3 separate regions of the Zea mays genome follow, and all the other regions are linked to region 1. The links are chromatin contacts, called in public Hi-C maps. All regions are on one chromosome and are shown on one strand. The core of a region is the stretch at or near the end of the contact, and the rest is flanking DNA. Distances in the headings are between cores, read along the strand shown.

Region 1 (3,766 bases), core at 710-3,209:
ATATCCCACTAAACGTCATCACAAAACAAGGCAGTTCATAATATGGACATGAACATGATATCAATCAGCAGGTGTAACAGAATAATTGTTACAGGTGGGACAATATCCAGGAAAGAAAGTTATGTTCATAAGCTTTTGAGATAACTAGGACATGGCTAGTTCTGGATGGGCCAAGATGTTTTGCCTTATCGCCTCAATTTGTGATATGTACATGCAATTGTGTGACATACTTATGTTATTGTACAATCATTAATTAGGGATTCTCAGCTTAAATATTACCTCCTATGATCACAAATGTAAGTCCATTTGGGTCTATCTTAAGTCGGAATTTTTCAACTTTTACTGGCAATATCTACAAAAATATTTACCCCAATGAGAAGAGTTATATATTCTAAAGTACTCCTTCTTCCAAATTATAAGTCGCTTTGAATTTTCTGGTACATTGAATTTACTATGTATATATACATAACGTATATTTAGATACATAGCAAATTCGATGCGCCAGAAAAAAGTCAAAGTGCCTTCTAATCTGGAACGGAGGGAGTAGTTTTCACAATGAATCTACTAGTTTCAATCTTGTGTTCAAAATGTTGACACCAATGGTCAAGATAAGAATAAAGTTTAACATGACAAACCTACAATAACTTATATTTGTGATAAGAGATTAGTACAAATAGAGCATCACAGCTTTTTACTAAGCACACCATAAAACCACAAATAGATCCCAAAAAAAGTTAAGCAAAAAAACAGAAGGCTTGATTGAAAGATGGAAAAGGGTAAGCAAGCTATCAAGACAGGAGGACCATGTGCACAAAACCATAAGCATAAATCCAGAATTTCAGAACGAACTCACAGCAAGAGCATAAAATCACTACATCCTTCATCGACCTCTGTCCACACAAGTTGGATTACCGGACAAATCCAATGGCCAAACTGACAAAATCTTCATATAATTGTCACCAATAAAACACTTTGGTTCCAGCATGATGACACAAGTGCCACGCCAGCTGGACTTTGTAGCTCCATTAAGCCGATTGGCCAATCAGCAGCTCAATATCAAACCCCACCATCCAAAAGCTGGAATAATGGGTATTTTGGCACTTAAAACATTGACTCCTTGTTATAAATGCAACTGTATCTATGAATTGTGGGTCTAGCTGAGTCTATAGAATGTGGTCCTGATGACAATTTTGTGAACCCCTTTTGTTGTAATGGCAAATATCCAATTAGCATCTATACCTCCAAAATAAATTGACAGAGGCTGCTGCTCCCACAACCTCACTACACCAAATAGATACTAATTTTCTAGTTTTTTAAAGAAAAAAACACAGGTATCAATGCACAGGCACTACACGATCAAACCAGAATTGCGAATGGAAAATTTAAGAAAATAATTGTAACGTGTGGGAGCGTGGGATGGAGACCACGAACCTCCTGTCCGTGGTGAGCAGACTCGAGGCCATGGCCCCTCTTCCCCGCGAAGAAACTCCCCCGGAAAACGCCTCTCTAATTCCCCGGTGATAAATCGAGCGGGGTCAACTGCGTAGCGCGACCGAGGCCGCGGAAGATCGAGATCTCTGGTGCTGCCTCCAAGGGGGCGCGGGGAGACAGGGGAACGCCGAAACCCTAGGGGTCGAACGGAGAAAGCGATCAGCGCGGGAAGCGGTCCGCTCGGATCAGCGGCGCACAACGCGAACGCGGATGCCGCGGGGCAGGAAGGGGTAAACGGCTCCTCGTCGCGCTGCCGTCCGGCGAACGGCGGCGGGGGAGGAGGATGACAGGTGGGGCCCCCTCGTCGGAGTCGGCGGCGGAATGCCGAGGCGACGGGGGAACGGGGAAGAGAGAAGGTTGGAGAGGGCCAGAGGCCAGAGGGGTTCGTGAGAGCGAAAATAATAAAAAGGGTCAGAGAGGACGGACGCGTGGCATGGCGTGAATGGACGCGGGGACGGGAGCCCGTGCGCTCTCCTGCACTGGCGGTGGCGGAACAGGAGCGGAGGGAGATTCGTAGATGGTAGAGACTGGCGGTGGGTACCCGTAGATGATTTTTTTCAAATTTTTTGAATTTAGAACGAATTTGAAAAAAAAACCGGTGGTTAACAAAAACCGCACTCCGTCGGTTTTTATCGGTTTTGTAAACCTTGGACACTAGACAGGTGAATTGAGGGCTTGACTGCTTGAGGGTCTATGTGGAAGTAAAATATTTTTTTATTTTTAGGTACTATGGTTAGTAATAGTATTTTATATCATAAAGTGTTTGGTTGGTATTTGGTTGTGATTCTAAAAATTTTCAAAATCATGGTATTTTGAAAAAGGTCACTTGCGTTGTCCTTCAGGGGCGATACGGGCGGAAACTCATGTCGTGTCGCCCGTAATCGTCGCCCTTCTCCACCACTTCGTCGTCGTCTGAGCACACGGCTGGGAGACCCGTGTCGATGCTAGGAAGGCGGCAGCGGGGCTCAATTCAGCCTCTCATGTCTAGAGATGTCAATGGGGTATTCCCCACAGGGTTATAGCATCCCAGACTCATCCCATCATATCTGATCCATCCCCATACACATCATCATACCCATCATGGGTGCAAAACTCATCTCCATTCGGGTTTCGGGTCCCCAATGGGTCCACATCCCCAATTAAAGGATAACTAGGTACTAACAGCTAGTACAAACTATCCAGATTTCATACATCACCACATCGGCAAGCACTCATCCATGAACCATGATCCATTCATCCATCCATAAAAAAACTGTACTTCAGGACCAATAGAAGAAATGGAGAAATAGAGTCTCCTTACCTTCCTTGGTCACCATCCGAGTTCGTTGGCGTCTGAGAATCCATGGTCGTTACCGTCGTCCTAGTCTCCTAGCAGTCGGCGTAGTGTATGGCTGGTTATTTTAGGATTTCGTTTTTTGCTATTCTGCTAGTTGCCTTGTTAGGCTAGGACCTGGTGTTTGGTGCGCTGCCGTGCTGGGTTTGGTGGCCGGCTCGACCTCAACTCATTCATACAAACAGGACAGGTGTACACATATGAAATATCCATGGGTAATCAGGTTCGGATTATTGCTTCCCAAACCCATACCCGTTTACCCAATGGGTGGAGATTTTGTCCCATATCCATACCCATGGGGACATTTTTTGTCCCATACTCGTACCCTAATAGGGGAATTCCCCACGGGTTAGCCAGTATCGGGTCCCCATTGACATATCTACTCATGTCCCTTCTCCCCTCCACCTCCCTTTACCTTCAAGCTCTAGTCGATAATCGCCCCGTTGCTAGAGCCTCGCCGACGGCAAGATCAGACGCCCCTAAGATGGATCTGGGCCGCCCGAGGGTGGATCTAGCATGCCGTCGCAGTTCCGGTATACCCTTGGCCATCGGCTGTAGTTGTTGCGGTCCTCACCCTGGCAGCGCGTGGGCCGCGGCGCGCCCCTCTACTCGCCCCGGCCATAGCGGGGTGGTGGAGATGGTGATCATACTGCTGACCACGTTCGTCGTGTGTGTCATGTACGTTGTCGGCCTCAACGCATTGGTTCAGATCTATAGTTGAGTCTAGGCCCTACTACTCCCCTCCGCCCCACACCTTTTCCTCCGCTCAGTCCCCCGCTACCGCCTTCCAGTGGCCACGGACCTTCGCCACATGTGCTCCACTGTTGTTTTCCGTCTCCGTTCCCTGTCTTTGCTATCGAAGTTTTTTCCCTTGACCTCCGGCAAGGTCTCTATGATTGAGTGCTTCTTTAGCCTCTATATCATCGACTCCTTGCCCTCGGG
Region 2 (3,766 bases), core at 417-2,916, 430 kb after region 1:
GCTACATTTCTATAGGTGAGCGAGCCGAAGAGCGTGTTATTATAGAGTGCAAACATAGTTTGGTGATACATAAAATCAATTTTCATTCATCACTCTATATATGTAAGATAGACTTATATCTAAATTTTAGAAAGTGATGAAATGTTAAATTCCAAACCAAATAGTCTATCCTATTAAGTAGATTCCAGTGATATAAAATAAAGGTATCCAAACTATCTTTTTTTGGTTGTGGTGTCTAGAATTATGTTTATCGTGAGCAGTACACATCTAAGGGCTAGTTTGAGAGTCACAAAACCGGAGGGGGTTGAAGGGGCTAAAAAACTAGCCGTAATAGGAGACAACTTACCTTAGTTTTTTTCACGGGTAATAATTGAGCCAAACCAACTCTAAAATTTTATAACTAGAGAATCAGCAAGTTAAAGACATTTATTTTAGAGTAAAGTACATTATCGGTTCCTAAATTTATAGTGATGTATCATTCCGGTCCTTAAACTATCAAAGTATATATCTAAATTCTAACCTTATGAAGTTGTATCATTCCGGTCTCTAAACTCTTAACATGCACATTTCGCTCCGTGCATTTGAGTCTCTAAATTTGTTTTTGGTGTCATCAATGGTCCAAATTATCTGAACATGTATGACATCAAAAAAAATTATAGACCCAGATGATACGACCTTAGAAGTATATGGACTAGAATGTGTATGTTGAGAGTTTAGAAAACGAGATGATACAACTTTATAAGTTTAGAAATCTAGATATACACTTTAAAAGTTTAGGTACCGAAATAATACAATGCTATAAGCTATATAAGTTTAATGACCGATAAGAGCATCTCCAAGAGTCTCTTTATTTTTTATTCTCTATTTGACTTTTTATTTGTCTTTTCATAAAGATTAAAATCTATCATTCGAACGGATTCTCTAACATACAAGTTAGCTTGACTAGCCAGAGTTGCTAGCTAAATTTGACTAGTGAGAAAGCTAATTTAGTGAGCCAGATAGGTCTACAAGTTAAATGACTAGTCTGTTGAAGACCTATTTTACTATTAAATAGCTAAAATTTAGCTTGACAAACTATTTAGCTATATCTTAGAGATGCTCGAACGTAATTTACTCTCTATTTACTTTAGCAACTCTTGCTGGTTTGTAGGCGGTCTTTTGCAACCTGGCCAAGCTTTAGGCCATGTTTGGTTTCTTTAGTCTAGGGACTAAAGTTTAGTTAGAGGACTAAAGTTTAGTCCCTAACATATTTAGTTCTAAGAGCTAAAAATAGTAAAAATATACTAAATGACTCATAAGAAGACTAAAATGGCATTTAATATTCTCCTGCTATTAGTACACTTGAACTAAATGAGGGGTAAATGTGAAATTAATATGGTTTAGTCTCTTTTAGCACATATGTGAAGGACTAAAGACTAAATCATTTTAGTCCATATTTTAGTCCTAGTGTTTAACAAAAAAAGAGACTAAATGGGACTAAAAACTAGAGACTAATCTTTAGTCCCTCTAACCAAACACCCCCTTAACTGTCAAATTTTACATAAATAAACTGCCAAATTCACAATAGAAATACCTCAAATAGAATGTTGTTTTCCTCAAGACATGGTCAGCCACTACCAAACACCTCACGAGGGAAACAAAACCAAAAAACAAAACAAAGCGCCTAAGGTCCCAAGAGTAGAGTTGGATCTCGCCTTCTCCCTGTCGTACCCAACGGCGTTTTCCCCTACATTGTCCTATCATGCTTGCCGGAGGATTCGAGCTACCGCGGCGGCAGCGGTGACGTATCGGTATCGGCGGCAGCGATGGCGGCGGCGGAGTGGGACAGCCGGAGCGTGGCGAGCCCCACCGGGGATTGGCCACCGGCGGCCGCCGCGTCCCCGATAAAGGGGAAGGCGGCACTGCCGGAGTCGGATGGAGGTGCCTCGGCGTCCGGCTCATCGGAGGCCAAGGTCGACGATGGCAACATCCAGGAGGCGGAGTCGTCGCTCCGCGAGGGTCTCTCCCTCAACTACGAGGTCTCGAAATCTCTTCGGCCCTGTAGCTCGTTCTTGGCTTGATCTGGGAATATGAATCCAGTTATTTGTGGCGCGGTTTGGGCAAAATGGTGTGGGAAGATGGAATCTTTTTTTGGGTGAATGCGAGTCCGTACGACGCTCTTTGTTGCACTTTGGGGGAGATCGGGATGTGGCGAAATTTTGCGCTCCAAAACTACACGCTCTCAAAAAATGGTGTTTTTATGTTTGGTTTCTTTCATTTCATCTGGAAGGGGCTACTTCTGGGAGATCGACGAAGCTCTTTTCATGGGTTATGGTGACCATCCTAATGGGAATGTTTTTCAGAACGTCGAGTGGATTGGTCTAGTTGAGCACCATTTTTGGTGTTGCGATCCTGAATTTGTACTGGGAGAGATTGGACTTTCGTGAAGATGCATTCATCTGGTAAATGGTGGGAATAATTATTGCATACAATCAAAATTTCTATTTTTTGTGGAGAGTTCCAATATTAAAAACAAAGTAATATATAAGTTGTTGTGTTGTTCATATACATAATTGTCAGAATTCAAGTGAGGATAAGTTTGTAAATGATCTTTCTTTTTGCTAAGTTATGTGGGCAATGGTCTACAACAATAACAACAACAAAGCCTTTTACTCCCAAGCAAGTTAGGGCTACCTAGAATTGAAACCCAACAGAAGCCCATGTGAGCAATGGGCTAATCATTTGAATTATGATTACTGTTTAATTCGAGGGTAATGTTATTGTGTCAATTTGTGGCTCACTGTGTAACTATGAGATCATGATTCAGTCACTGAGTTCTGGCTATGTGGTGCTGTCTTGTGAACTTGGCATTGGGAGATAGCATATGTGTCTGTTGGTTTAGCTGTAGGATTGATTCACCAGTGGCTTGTGATTTTATTTGGTGTTAGAATCTACATGTCATTCTAGAACTAGCAAGGGTGGTGCTGTTTTTGGAGTTCAAATCAGATAGTATTATAGTAAGGTGATTTTTTTGTTGAATTTAGAAATAATTTGCACTATCTACAAATGAGAATTGAACACGGAAAATAATAGCTCTTTGTTTGGTTGGATAGTGGCATGATCTTATGTTGATGTTTCTTGTGGCAACAGACAAAAGGATGACCATTCCTCTTGTTTTCTATTGTTCTCAAAAACCGTAATGTAAAGATAAGTGTGCACATTCAATTTTGATGCTGTAGTTTTATTGTTTTATGCTGGAATTTCAAAGCATCGTGGGATGATTATTTTTTGTTTAGTTCAAGTTGGTACTGTTCTTCCTTAATGTTTGTTGTGGCGAGAGGATTTTCCGTTCAGTTTCTTCATTTTTTTTCTATAAAATGAAAATGCAGTTTTGGTTCCAGATAATGTTGAATCTGCTTCTCTTATAGTTCGAATTCGAAAGCATCAGGCACCATGAACTAACCAGAGAATCTTGACACAGTTTGTAGGACGACGGTGATGCTGTTGATGCCGAGATTTCAGAATCTTTAATTCTCTACACTGTTCTGAGTTACTTTATGCACTGTTTCATCCATATCAAATTAAATCCTGTGTTGTTCAGATAATAATAGAAATCAATACAGTTATTTGTATCCTTATAATTTGCTCCAAAATCTTTTTTTTCAACATTGATAATTGTATGTATACTAAATAAACTCGTTCGGGGAAGGAATGACTGCCCTCCCGGTATTATGCTAAGAAGAGACCGAAAAACAATGGTCCCGGCCGAGAAACTTCCCGAACCCTG
Region 3 (3,766 bases), core at 702-3,201, 410 kb before region 1:
CAAGATCAACAGAATGTACATCACAAATTTAATCTTGATGTTATGCTATAGCCTCACATACAAAAAAGTGAATTTTCCGCTTCCAATGTAACAACTTGCAAGTGCAATCACTTGATGCAGTCACAAATGTTATGATGGAAGAACCCAACTCTGAATGACTATTCAATTTGAATGAACGTATTATGGCTTATGAGTTTCAAATATGTTGCAGAATTCAGCTTTTTGTTATTATTAGTTTCTATCAATATAAGCACCAATGAAGGATAAAGAACTACAATCAGTTGTGTATTCCTGTACTTTAGGCGACACATGATATTGTAATATAATGTATGCCTGTGCAATAACCTCCTATTGATGATGCATGCACAGCTAGACCAGTTATTATGATTACAGCTGCTAAAGCAACGGTACAAAGTTTCACTTTCTGTAACTTGGTTTCCTAGTTCCTTGTTCCAGGACTTCACCAATCCCAATTTAGAAAGGGAACTAGTTTTGACTTTTTAAGATTGAACAAAAATGAGATTCAACCTCGAAGGAACTAGGAGGTTTTTCATTAAGAGAAATAAGCAGCTAAATTCAAGCCGAGAGAAGACTTGTGTGGATGGGTGCAAGACCACACATCCCACCTAACCAGTTGGCTCATTCCTGGCTTTCTAACTATCACCTACAAAAATTACAGAGAACAGGATAGACTCACCTATTCTCCTCAGAATGTGGGAGCACTGAGAGAAATTTCGCTGGAACAGCAAGACCTGCCCACATGCACAAAGCCAACCCTAGGAGCAACTCCATCATCACCTACACGATTAGAAGTATACCATAAGGGAAGCAAACACTCCCATGTTTGGTTGATAAAAGCAAAACAGCAAACTAAAACAAAATGGTTTGCACAAAAGACAGTACAGAAGGATATGTAGCACATACATGATACATAAGCACCTCACAACCTCATACATATCAGAATGCCACATGTTCTGTTTTAGTTACACAGCATAATTGTTTGGACATACTGTAGCTAACGACAAGCTTCTCAATCACATAACTGCATAATTCATGGTTCACACTTACGCTACAGTATCAAAACTCAACCTTCTAAAAAGTTACCAGCCCGAGCTGCCTAGGTAGCTAGAGATAGAATTCTATACACACAAATATTCCAGTATATTGCAAATAGGGAAACTAGAATAAAAAGATTCCCTGTGTAACTGTGTTGAGAATACATACATCCATGGGCGGCCGCGAGAACTCCTCCTCCGTGATCTTGAGCACCGCCCGGTCTGTAATAACACATAAAACATCAATCCGTCAAAACTAGCCAGCCAACAGCAGCATCTAGTTCGAGCAAATTGTCCAGGAATCTCGCCGGCGCTGAAACGCAGATCAATCCTACTGGTGCACTGCTGAGCCAACCACACAGCTCTCGCCGGGTGCGAGAGCACCAGGAACACAGAAGCTCGTGAACTAGATCTAAACCCCGCCCCAATTCACTAAGGCCTCAACGACGCGCTCGATCTGAGAGCGCTGCGGGTGCCAAAGAAGTGAAGAACCGAGAGTCCACCACTGACCGCAATCCAGAATCAGATGGAAAATCAAAGGTGCCTTAGGAAAACGGAGATCCACGGCAAATTTTGGTGGGAGCGCGGCGAGGGGATGGGATGGGAGAAGGATGGAGCGTACACTGGATGGTGGCGTAGGCGGCGTGGGCGAGGATGGCGCCGCCGAGAACGCCCACTACGTAGCCGATCCCCATGGCGACCGCCGACTAGGCTAGCGAGTAGCGAGCGAGGTTGGCTGCTTCTTCCCCCTGTTCGCCGCGCCTGAACTCCTGATGCTCCGTGTAGGCGCGAGCGCGGACCGGCGGTGGGCGCGGCAGGCAAGCACGGCCTGGGGCGCCGGAGGCGAGAGGCACGCGAGGAGAGGGCTAGGCGCGGGCGGTGGACGCGAGACGAGAGGAGGTGCGGGGAAGAAAGATGGACCCAAGTTCATGGTTAAAAAGGTAGGGGTAGAAAAGACTTTTCCCCAAAGCCCCACCAAGCTAGGCCGATGACCTCAACTCAAGTGTGGCAACCGATAAACGTAAAAAAATTCTACTATCTATAAGGTCGCAGATATAAAATCTTATATATATCCGTACCAATATAAATAATTTTACCTGTCAGATTATTCATAACTATTTAAAAGCCTAAAATACTAAAGTGTCAATCAAAAAAAAGTCAAACAAACATGTAAAAAATAAGTTCAACTTAAAATACAATAAACCATTTGGTTACTGTTGATGATCTTCTTCTCCGCCGAAGGTCTTCAAGACGAAGACATCGTTTGTAATCGATGTTGGGGGGTCTTCTTCTCGCCGAAAGCTCTTAAGACGAAGGCTTTGCCTGAAAATGACGACGATGAATACCGAAGCTATAGCCGAAGAGCAACAACTTCGGCTTAAAGTGGCGACGAAGATCAAACATGATGCCTAACCGAAGAGGAAAAGACTAGTTAGTCCCTAATGATTTATGTCACAATTATGAGTACATGTTAAGGTCACAAATGTATTTTTACTCGGGATGTGTCCCGTGTCCATAAATAGGTGAACAATATCCCTTCACGCTGGATTATAATTGCTCTCGCGTCAACGCCTTCAAACAAGCCGAAGGTATCCATGTAATATTAATTATGTTAATGTTCATGTGTATATCATGAAATGTATATATGAATGAATTAATTTTATATAGTGTCTCTATGAATTTCTATTCTCACAAATCATGAGGGTGTATCCTTCATGACCTTCGTCCGAAGATCATTATATCCGAAAGGAGATAATACTTTAAAGGACGAAGGTCCTTAATCTTTAACTATTGTGTTGCCTTGTTCTTTAATCGCAACATTTGAGAACAAGTGATCAACATTGGCGCCCACCTCAGGTGAACTCAAACGACCACGTTCGGCAACAGCTCGAGCAACCACCTTCGTCATGCTACCGAAGAAGGCAATAGCGCCAGGGGCTGCCCTCGCACCGCTGGACATCAACCAAGAAGGGCTCCCTCTGAGAGAAGCCCGAAACCAGAAAAGAAGGCCATCAGCCCAACACCATAAGAAGATGAGCTAGACCAAGAGATCAGAGACCTAGAGGCCATCCACCAACAAGTGGAGAGAAAGAGAGAGAAAATGCTTCAGCTAGCTGAACTTCAGAAGAAGATTGATGAAGCTGCCGAAGAGATGCGCCATATCACGCAAGACGAGCAAGGACGAAGGCCACAACAGAGAGAGCTTTGTTAAGAAAGCCCAAGCTATGATGATGTATGGTATGATGATTTCCATCATGCTAACTTTGCTTTTGATGATGCTTCTCCTCTAGCAGAAGAGTTGCAGGCTACCCAATGGCCACCATCGTACAAACCACCACAACTCCCCATGTATGACGGGCATTTCGACCTGAAGCAGTTCCTTATGAGCTATGAGGCGACCATATCATCATATGATGGCAACAATGTTGTCATGGCGAAGTCCTTCGTCATGGCAGTCAGGAGTGTGGCTCAAACGTGATATTCTTCAGTGACGACAGAGGAAATCAAACTCAATGGCATCAGCACAGCTCCCAATCTTCAGGGACACAACAAAGCTCTTTCAGGCCACCAGCTCCAAGAGGTAGAGGAGGTAGAAGCTTTGCTGGAAGATTCAACTCCCAACCAAGAAGGTTGTTTTGCCTATTCTGTGGGGAAGATAAGGGGCATACAACAAGGACATGCCAAGTCACGATTCAGAAGCAAAAGGAAAT

What was found. Hi-C and Micro-C count contacts between places; a contact is called where the count stands out from the background.
Region 2: a Hi-C map of ear shows a contact between it and region 1, with 2.5 times the contacts expected there. The contact joins the promoter of LOC100285248 here to the promoter of LOC103639563 in region 1. A contact is called at or near these places in 2 of 25 Hi-C or Micro-C datasets (ear and tassel).
Region 3: a Hi-C map of ear shows a contact between it and region 1, with 2.1 times the contacts expected there. The contact joins the promoter of LOC100275316 here to the promoter of LOC103639563 in region 1. A contact is called at or near these places in 3 of 25 Hi-C or Micro-C datasets (ear, leaf and tassel).

The regions. Positions count from the first base shown.
Region 1 is chr1:153,293,902-153,297,667 of Zm-B73-REFERENCE-NAM-5.0, reverse strand. It overlaps LOC103639563 (protein MODIFIER OF SNC1 1), which reads right to left and starts at 1,959. Exons shown (of 9, transcript XR_559530.3): 1 at 1,432-1,959.
Region 2 is chr1:152,859,130-152,862,895 of Zm-B73-REFERENCE-NAM-5.0, reverse strand. LOC100285248 reads left to right here and starts at 1,666. Exons shown (of 5, transcript NM_001158142.2): 1 at 1,666-2,018. The coding sequence starts at 1,806.
Region 3 is chr1:153,704,134-153,707,899 of Zm-B73-REFERENCE-NAM-5.0, reverse strand. LOC100275316 reads right to left here and starts at 1,951. Exons shown (of 4, transcript NM_001149422.2): 1 at 1,678-1,951; 2 at 1,225-1,277; 3 at 698-798. The coding sequence starts at 1,750.